Regions from separate parts of the Oryzias latipes genome. Here region 2 is linked to region 1. A link is a contact called in public Hi-C data. All regions are on one chromosome and are shown on one strand. The core of a region is the stretch at or near the end of the contact, and the rest is flanking DNA. Distances in the headings are between cores, read along the strand shown. Region 1 overlaps lin28b (protein lin-28 homolog B). Region 2 holds the start of LOC101161208 (XK-related protein 5).

The links. A called contact is a pair of places that touch in the nucleus more often than the background predicts.
Region 2: a contact with region 1 is called in a Hi-C map of gastrula embryo, with 2.2 times the contacts expected there. The contact joins the promoter of LOC101161208 here to the enhancer-like site in region 1. A contact is called at or near these places in 4 of 5 Hi-C or Micro-C datasets (embryo and gastrula embryo).

What each region holds. Positions count from the first base shown.
Region 1 is chr24:6,926,880-6,931,903 of ASM223467v1, forward strand. lin28b (protein lin-28 homolog B) reads right to left here. Exons shown (of 5, transcript XM_011491588.3): 5 at 3,887-5,024. Among protein-coding and RNA genes, the nearest start is that of lin28b, 24 kb to the right of the region's middle. Within about 2 kb of position 1,967, at least 2 of the 8 cell types and tissues checked have an H3K27ac peak or open chromatin away from gene starts, as enhancers often do. A contact at or near this core is called in gastrula embryo, where this site is marked.
Region 2 is chr24:6,975,481-6,979,946 of ASM223467v1, forward strand. LOC101161208 (XK-related protein 5) reads left to right here and starts at 3,195. Exons shown (of 7, transcript XM_004083581.4): 1 at 3,195-3,448; 2 at 4,217-4,400. The coding sequence starts at 3,313. It overlaps prdm1b (PR domain zinc finger protein 1-like), which reads left to right. Exons shown (of 7, transcript NM_001278810.1): 5 at 1-145; 6 at 273-401; 7 at 536-1,496. The coding sequence ends at 1,093.

The DNA of each region.
Region 1 (5,024 bases), core at 717-3,216:
AGTGATGATGCCAAAATCCAGAAGTCAGCCGGACCCATCAGGTCCTGATTATTTAAAGTTATGGTAAGTTAAGCATAAAAATGCAAATCAGAGCAACCTTTACACGAAACAAATTGGCAGAGCTGCTGACCCAACACACATAATTTCATCTGACTTAGATTAGGGAATGATTTCAGCATAAGAAAACATATGTTCACAGGTATTCACCACCTGCATGCAGGTATCTTCCAGTCACGTGGGCGCTCCCAGGACACAAAATATGTTTAGAAGGTAAATAAATTTCAATTTGAAGAAGTGATCTTTTGTGTCATGTGTTTCATTTGGTTTTCGTTGGTTTTTTTTTCCCAGTGGCAGATGTGTGGTGGTGGGTGGCAGCTGCAGAATGGAGGAGCACAGATTGCTAAGTGATTCACCCTGCTCCTGGCATCTCCGTTACCCCATGAGTCTTTTCACTGACAGTGTTTTCATTTCTATTTGCTTGGTGTGTAACTAGCATGGTAGGCTAGATGCTTTGACAGCTCTGTCAGGGAAATAACAGTGCTGGTCTTCTGGTTATTTCCTGTTTGGCAGAAAACCTGTTTGGCAGGGGAAAGAAAACGCTGTTTGTGACACAAGATCACATTTTTTTTTTAGCGCGGATTGGCTGTTGGTGCTCAGTTTGATAAAATCCCTGGACCGATATTGCAAATTAGCTCACTGCCTGATGACATCTAATGTGCCACTTGTGCACACGACGGAAATAACAGTGTTGAGCGTGGAACCCACCACTTCTCCTGACAGGGGAATCATGTTTTGTTCGCCGCTGTCAAACAGTACCCACATTCCACTCCAAAATCCCACATTAGTTTCTCTCAAACAAATGCTCAGTTTCTCCCCTCTCCATCTGCCTTTGAGTCATTCATACTGTTGATTCCACCTCTGGAGGAATACATCAGGCATAATGCCTTTTCTTTCATCAAGGTATCAGCTTTAAAGCAATTTTCCTCCCCTCACAGGGAGCCAAATGGAGACAAGAAGATGTCGATTCCCTCATCTCTTTGTCTGTCCCCTTTGATCTCTTTCAACATGAATTCCCAATGCACAGAAAGTAAATGGGAATTTTTTTTGTCTGCCTTTCTCTGGAGCATGGTTGATCATACAAAATTGACCAGAAATGACTCCTAATGACCCCTGTGTTTTACTCAAGAAAAAGAATACCCTGCAACATACTCCCAGCTATCATTACTCGTAGTGCATTTTAATGACGGATGAATAATTCAGGGTGTGCTAGTAGATATAATAGTCCAGAGTGCTGATGCTGAGAACATCTTTATGGAGGCTGTCTGCATCCGTGTACAAGTGTGCGCATGAGGGATGAGAAGGCTTCTGTGAGAAAAGACATGGCTTTAAACAGTGCATGAATGCCGGTGTGTATTGTTGTCTGTCACATTAACATACAGCAGTTGTGATCCATCTTCCATCCCCTTGTGCAAGAGCCCCCTCTATCTCACTGGAAAGGTTAAAGCATACAGCCTGGAGGCAGTGGTACAAAGGTCAACATGCAGTTTAGGGATGAAGGATAGGGAAAACAGTAGAGAAGGTGTTTTTAGCCCTCTTGTTGGCCTGCACACTGCCCCTCTCATCTTAAAAAAAAAAACACCTTTGCTGTTATAGCTGCAGCGAAGGCCCGCCGCTTATCCTGCAATTCTCCCGTCTCCTTATCGCCACTTCCTTCTATTATCACATAGAAATGGGTGACCTTCACAAAGACATTTCAACAAATTGAATATTTGAAAAGACGGGCTTTGCAGGAGAAAAATGGTAAGTAAATCAGGGAAAGTGCAAACAAATGGAAGCCTCAAAGCCTGGGTGTACTTAACAGGAGGAGAATGCTGGTTATAAAACAGGCGGCTCGATGCTGTTGAAGAAGAGCAGGACAACAGAGAGAGGGCAGTGAAGAAACACCAGTGTCTTGGTGACTCAGATGTGTTGAGGTGATTAATCTGTTTTGGCTGCCCTTCACAGGCCTGAGGGAGAATCAGGGTTTAGTATCACTAGGTTGCCCCCGTGTGGAGAAAAAAAGTATCAGTCACAAAAAAAACGAAGAAGCAGTTTTTAAATTATTTTGTTTTCACATTTAATGACTTGTTTCTTTTCTAAGATAATAAAAACGTATTTCTAATCTCAGACTACTATATTATTATTATTACATCATATTTAAAATTCATACATGCTCCATTATCTCATGTAGTCCTATAACAAAAAATAAATTAAAAAAATCATTGATTTTTATTTATTTATGATCATTTTTTTTAATTATAAAAAGTAATAGTCAAACTGTTTGTCTCCATTTCATGAATGCATTTGCTTTTTTTATATTTAGTCTAGTGTACTGCCCTTTGTGTTAAAAGGTATGAAAAGTCTATAAATGGGGATTTGATTTGATATAAAAAATGCCTAAATTAAGTCATGAAATGTTTTTCCTTAAAATCTTGTGCAAAACAACTGTGAAAATTGTTTTAATAAACATTATTCTAAAGTTTATGTATGAGTAGACAACTAAAGAAATGTTATTTAAAATACAATGATTAAGTTTTAAGTCATTTTTATGTTCCAGTTTTTTGTATTTAACTATGTAAGGATTAATAATTTTGCAGTCTATTGATTTTTACTTATGCTTTAGCATTACAAAATAATCTAATTTAAATTTTAAATATTTTTAATTGGTCATTCAATTTCATCAACTTTCAGATACATGAATACACTTCTTTTAGTAGTGATGTTTTAATTACATTGAATTTATACCAGATCTTGTGAATTTTTTCCAAGTACTTAAAACAAATTCTTGTATTTACAGCCTTTTAAATGCGACACAATAATCCATTTCTTTTAGTAATCATACATCATTTAATGCCAATATAATAGTTTCATTTTCCAATCAAGTTTAAGACATTTAAAAATCCAAAGTTCACAGAAATAATACAAAAAGCAGGACACATATACTGAGGCTAAATTAATAAGTGATATGAACATAAAAGAACATTTCTCCATTTAAAAGCGATCAGTGCTTGGCTCTATACAAACTCGCAAAAAAACAAACAAAAAACAAACAAAAAAAATCACAGAAAACCCTCTAAGGCCACAATAAAATCGACAAAGCAAACATGGAAAATGTGAGGCTAACAAAGTACAGTATCTCCTTTTAGTCGGAAATATGTAGGTCCCAAGAATGTTCTTCACTTAAAGAAAAAGAATAAACACAACAAATCTTTGTCCCCTAGATTACATTGTTTTTACAGTCAAGGCAAAGCACAGAGCTGCAGTCAAAAGCAGCAGTTTGAGGTATGTGAGCTCCAGTCTGTCTGCAGTCATCCTCTGATCAACCACAGGAGAAAACAGTGAGTCTGACTGCTGAGGTTTCCCTAACCAGGAACGTGGCATAGTACATTCTGTCTGTCTCCAAAGGCATTTCAGCTTTCCTTCTCTGTCTGATTCAGATGTCCAAATATATAGCTTTCGTTTTTTGTTGGAAAAACGCATGCATTCTTAAGACTTTTTCTTCACTTATTTTACATTCTGATTGTTTTTATAACACTTGGATTATCATAAAACCCAGGCAGAATTGAAAAGAAAACTTCCTGGTTTTTGGATTTGTCCCTCCCAACTTATTTTGTCAATTTGTCAAAAGCAGAAGAAGGCCTTATTTGGTCAAATTGGGATTTCCACAATACATGAGAATATTGCCATACAGCTGAGGTAAATACAGGTCATTTCTTAAGGAATAAACAGCAGCCTTTAAATGAAACTGCAGGAAAATTTATTGCAATTCAGAAAGCATTTCCTTTAGACTGTCCCCTTGAAAATAAATTGATAAGGAAGGTTCTCATTTGTTTTATTTTGTTTTTTTAAATATTTATTTCCTGTTAGGGTATTTAGGGGAAATAAAAATCATCAAAAATATTTGATTATCTTTTATGTATCAATCAAATCAATCGATCAAAAAGCGTAGCGTAACGGTTGTCTGTAAAGAGGGACCCTTATTAGTTTACTTGCTTTAGACTTGCAGTTGCATTAACCACAAACTTCTACAAAACACTTAATTTAATTAAAAAAGCTGGGAACCTATTTGTCCTGTATTTTTAATTTGAACCTAAATTAAATGAGCTGTCCTTGTTCATTTCCCTAATCTGTTCGGAATCACAAAGTCATTGTTCACCTCAAGTTACACATAAACCCAAACAAATTCATATCAATTAATTTCTCATTAAACTTCAAAGCTAATCCTGCTTTGTTACGAGTTTTCACATAACTAGTGTTCAAAACTGAGCAAAACTGTAACTTGCATTAAAAGTCTTTTGATAAAAACTGCCAAAGAAACAGAAAAATTGGTAATAAAGTTAAATGAATCATTATTTTGTTTATTATTGTATCTAATAAATGCTCAAATTAAAAAAACTGAATTATATATGACATTCCTCATACATAAGAATTTTCTCTATAATGTAATATGCCACATTAAAGGGGGCACCTTTTGATTGTAATCTCTGTAGGTGAGATTTCTGCTCTGAATCTATTAGAAAGGAAAGTTTTCACATTTTATGATTTGTAAACAGCAGCTAATAAAGTTTTTCTTTTTGAATGGGCTGATTGGTGCCTGCAAGACTACTTTGACTTTTTTTTTTTCGTTCGCATGGGGATTTTGTTCACACTTTGATTAGTAAGAGATGTGGATAAGGATATTAATGCAAATGCAAATATTTGTTCTAACTTCCTGTGATACTTTCTGATACAATGTTAGGGTTTGTATTCAATTGTTTTGTAGTGTTAAACCCTGAAGTCCATAAAATCAGTCATTAATAAAAAAGTAAAGCAATTTATACGCTGAAAAAAAAAATCTATGTCCGTTTTTAACTCAATAGTTTGTAGTGGAATCCTCTCAGTCCACTTAGAACTGTAATACTGTGATCAAATGCAAGTTATTCTTTAACCTCTTCTGTTTTAAGTACTATGTAAATACTATTCTGTATAAACATGTTTTTAAGAAT
Region 2 (4,466 bases), core at 1,945-4,444, 50 kb after region 1:
TGCATTGGACCTAAGGAAGACCAAGCAAGAGGGGCAAATCATAGGCTACAAGACTCTATCTTACCCCCTTACTAGAGAGAATGGAAAGATTCGATATGAGTGTAACATCTGTAAAAAAATCTTCGGACAACTTTCCAACCTCAAGGTGAGTTCATTTTCATTGTAAAAATCAAGTTAGAGATAAGTGGCATCCAGAAGATTTAGATATTAATTGGCATTAAATGTTTTTTGCAAAACCTCATGAATACTGAACTCCAATATGCTGCCTCCAGGTTCATTTACGAGTGCACAGTGGAGAGCGCCCATTCAAGTGTCAGACCTGCAACAAAAACTTCACTCAGCTGGCACACCTGCAAAAACACTACCTGGTTCACACAGGAGAGAAGCCCCATGAGTGCAAAGTAAGGCAACACATTTAACTCCTTTAAAAACCAAGAAGAAGACCAATACGTTCTGCACGTGCCATAAAAATGCAGACACTAGTACCAAAAGACTTTCTCTCATATACATTTTCCTCTGCTAAATATTAAAACAGGTGTGCCATAAGCGATTCAGCAGCACGAGCAACTTGAAGACCCACCTTCGGCTTCACTCCGGTGAGAGGCCTTACCAGTGCAAGCTGTGCCCAGCCAGGTTTACTCAGTTCATCCACCTCAAGCTCCACAAACGCCTGCACACTGGGGAGAGACTCCACCGCTGTCCTCACTGTTCCTGTGCCTTTCTCCACTACTGCAGCCTGCAGGTGCACCTTCAAGGCTTCTGCCCTCTTTCACCCTCAGCTTCCTGCAGATACTCGCCAGAGGAACTACATCGGTTTAACTGTGAGATAGAAAGATTTGACAGCAGCGAGGCCGCCGAGCAGCTTGAAGTGCTGTCAGCAGGGATAGATATGGAGAGGGGGAATATTTTTGACCTGATAAAGAAGATACAAACTGGAGTCTTAAGTCACCTGGAGGGAGTGGAAGGGGAGACCGAGTTAAGCCTCTGCAAATCGGCAAAAAAGAGTTGCGAGGGTCAGCTCCACCGAATTAGTCCCTTATGTCTGAATCCCTCAAGAATCAAACTGGAATCCGGCTGTGTTTCAGAGACTTAAAGATGTCCTGTTAATCTGGCCAAATAATCCTTATAGGTCAGCTCGACAGCTGTGAATTACTGCCCTATCCGGAGAAAAGCCTTACCTCAATCATGGATCGGCTGGCCTATTAAAGGGACTGCAGATCATAAAAGGTCAAAACAGCAGGCTGAGCCTCGCCTGATGTAGTCTACATTTTTGTGTCTATTTATTCTCTTGCTAATTTTAATCTAACATGTATAAAAGCACAGAATTGCAATATTTTTTTACTGTTTTTCTTGCATCTCAGGAACCGTTTTGCTGAAATGACAACTAAACAAGATTTATACCCAAACATTTATTATATGTAATTGTGGTCTCACTGTGTGAGACTGAGAGTTTCTTTGTGTGTATTTTTGTTGTCTGATTAAAGTGACAGCATCTATTTAATGTGTGTTGTGAAAGCGGACTTAAAGGTAGTGACAACACAGAGGAAACCTCAGTTGTGCGTGCATTACATTTATGCTTCCTTTGTGCAAGCATGCTTCGCTTATGTGAAAAACCTTTATATTAGTCTTCGAATAGTCCCCTCTAGTTGGTATCAACACATAAAACTACACTGAGCAATAAAGATATGATTAATTTGGAAAGACAATACCAAACCACACAGCGCCAATAGGTAGCAATACGTCTCTTGGGTTTAATGTCTGACATTATAATGTTTAGTTAAGGAAGGTATTGATAAAATTTCTCATTTTAGCATAATGTGCACATTGTAGAGATGTGTGGTTAAGTACTGCTCCAGATCTTGCACACCTCACTGTGGTAGAAGGACAGACTCACACTGTGACTGGGCTGCAACCTCCTGTGATACTCACATTACAACTTTAAAGGGTATCAGGTGGCAAAAGGTTCAAAGTGCCCAACCGTTGACAACAAAAGAACATGTCTCCTCACGGCTGATGATACACTGAAGATCAGGTCACAGAGTGCCTTCAAGCTGCTCTGCTGCATCATCTCGAGATGAAAACAGATGACAGAAGAAATGAGATCAGTATGGATGAAACACACCGCTATAACAAAGCAAAGATCATGTGAAAAAGGCAAAGTCTGTACAAGCAACCGACAGATTGTATCTAATTATTTAGTAGTTAACATTTTGAAAAAGCGCTGTAAATGTATAATTAGGAAGAAAACTCCCACAGTTTTTAAAAAAGGAAAGAAACAAACATCTGCTAAAAAGAAGGCTCACTGTTAAACAAAAATAAGGCCCAACATACTGAGAAAGAACTGAGTGAGAAATTGAGGAAGGTAAAGAAGTTGCACATAAATAAAAAATCTTGAAGTCCCACTCTAAAAACGTTTGGTTTTTTATGTGTGTTCCCAGTGGTCTTTTAATTATGATTACTGTAGGCTGTTTTTTAGTCAAATTCATTTTAAAAAAGTGTCGTTTAGAACCTATTTTCTGCAGAGCGGCAGTAGTTCATTAGAAATTCACCTCTACCAGCTCAGTGGCTTTATGGCAAAGTGTCTGGAAGGCTGTGAATTCAAATCCAGGTCGAGTCATACCAAAGATCCAATGCCTCCCTGCTTGACACTGAGCATCAAGGGGTTGGATTGGGGGGTTAAATCACCAAACCACCAAATGGTTCCTGGCAGCAAACCGCTCCCCAACGGGGATGGGTCAGATGTGTACAACAAATGTCACACACACATAGGTGCGTGACAGCTAATGGGACTTTAATTTTAACCTCTAAGTTGTGGCCAGGACCTGGCCACAACTTAGACCTATGTGGCATGAAGCAACCCCGCCCCCCTTCCCTATGAGCTTGGAGCAGAAAGCCAACCAGGAGGTTTACAACATCAAACATAAGCTTTTTTTCAAACTGCATTTTCCGGCTGCTCCTAATTCACAATGATTTCAATAGATAAATATTCTAAAATGCAATTTTATGCTTAATTTTCTTAAAATTAACATCTGAAAAATGTGACAAGATCATGTTAAAAACTCACACAGAAAAACTTTTTTTTTTTAATTTCCATATCAAATATGATAAGAATGAGAAGCATCAGTTTCAGGTGTGCATGTTTTCATCAGAGCGGAAGCATGGCTGATGCCTCTTTAAGCCTCCCGATGACGTCACGTATTTTTGACAGGGGGGCTGGCAGCGCGAGAAGAGGAAAAAGGGAGCGGATGTTCCCGGGGTGGAGGACGCTCAGGATGGTATCGCCGGGTTTTTTTCCCCCCACGTAACCGCAGCATGATAAACGCCGCTGCTGGAGCGGTTGCCCGCAGGATGCCGTCCGCCACCCGGCGGAGCGGCTGCTGGATCGCGTGGTGTCACGCGGTTCTGTTCGGCGTGTCGGCGCTGGTTATCGTAGCCGAGCGGAGCGCTCGTAAGTGGGGATAGATTTTCCTAGCGGAATGCTAACCTGGCTGCTGGTGTGCAAAATGATATTTCGACTGAAACAACCTTTTCCTGTAAAATATATGATGCTTTTTTGTTGTTGTTTTTTTTGGGGGGAGGGGGGGTAATGATGAGAGGGGAAACAGCGTTGGTTAGTGATGGAGCTCTTTCAGCATCATCAGAGGGATCAAAGAGGTTGCGGTGGTACAGGCGTGAGAGCTGGATGCAGCTGACTCCTGGTGGACTGTGGGACCTCCAGGGGTCACCCATGATGGACAAAAAAATACTATTACTATATTTTTCCACATATTGATTATATGCCTTCCACCTTTTTTTTTTACTCAACCCACACCCTTTCCTATTAGAAAAAATTACTGAAGTCAATCTAACATTTCATTCATGTGATAAATACACATGTGTGAAATGTAAGCTGAGAAATAAGCATTGCAGCAAATTTGCAGGTCAGTCAGGCAAGGTCAGGATAGAACAGGGATGGGCCATGTTCTGCAGATCACTGTATAGATGCTGTGCTGATGGCCTTTTTGGTGAAGGACTCAAAAGCTGCATGAAAACACGTTTTGGTCAAGAGATGCTTCAGATCTCGTCTCTTGGAAATATTTTGGAAACACGTGCGCACTTTAATTTCACCAGGACCCTTGTTTTGTTGCATTTGTCAACATGTCTTTATAAATACATGCTGGTTGGGATGATTTAGGATTCATAAACCGGTTTGTGTCTGTTGTTTTGTGTGAGTCAGTGATCTACTGCATAGGGTTTTACCTTTGGAACGAGGAGACGCAGTGGGCTGGCCTCACACTCGGGCTCTTTCTTCCGGGGACAGCGGTTCAGCTGCTGAGTGTGAAGTGGTACTATGATGATGGTGACGACAGGCGATGCTATCTCTCTGTCATACACATCCTACACCTGGGCATCTTTAAAAGGTAAAATAGTCACACGTTCATACAGATTGGCACCAAAACAAATGATTCAGGATTTAAATCAGTGAG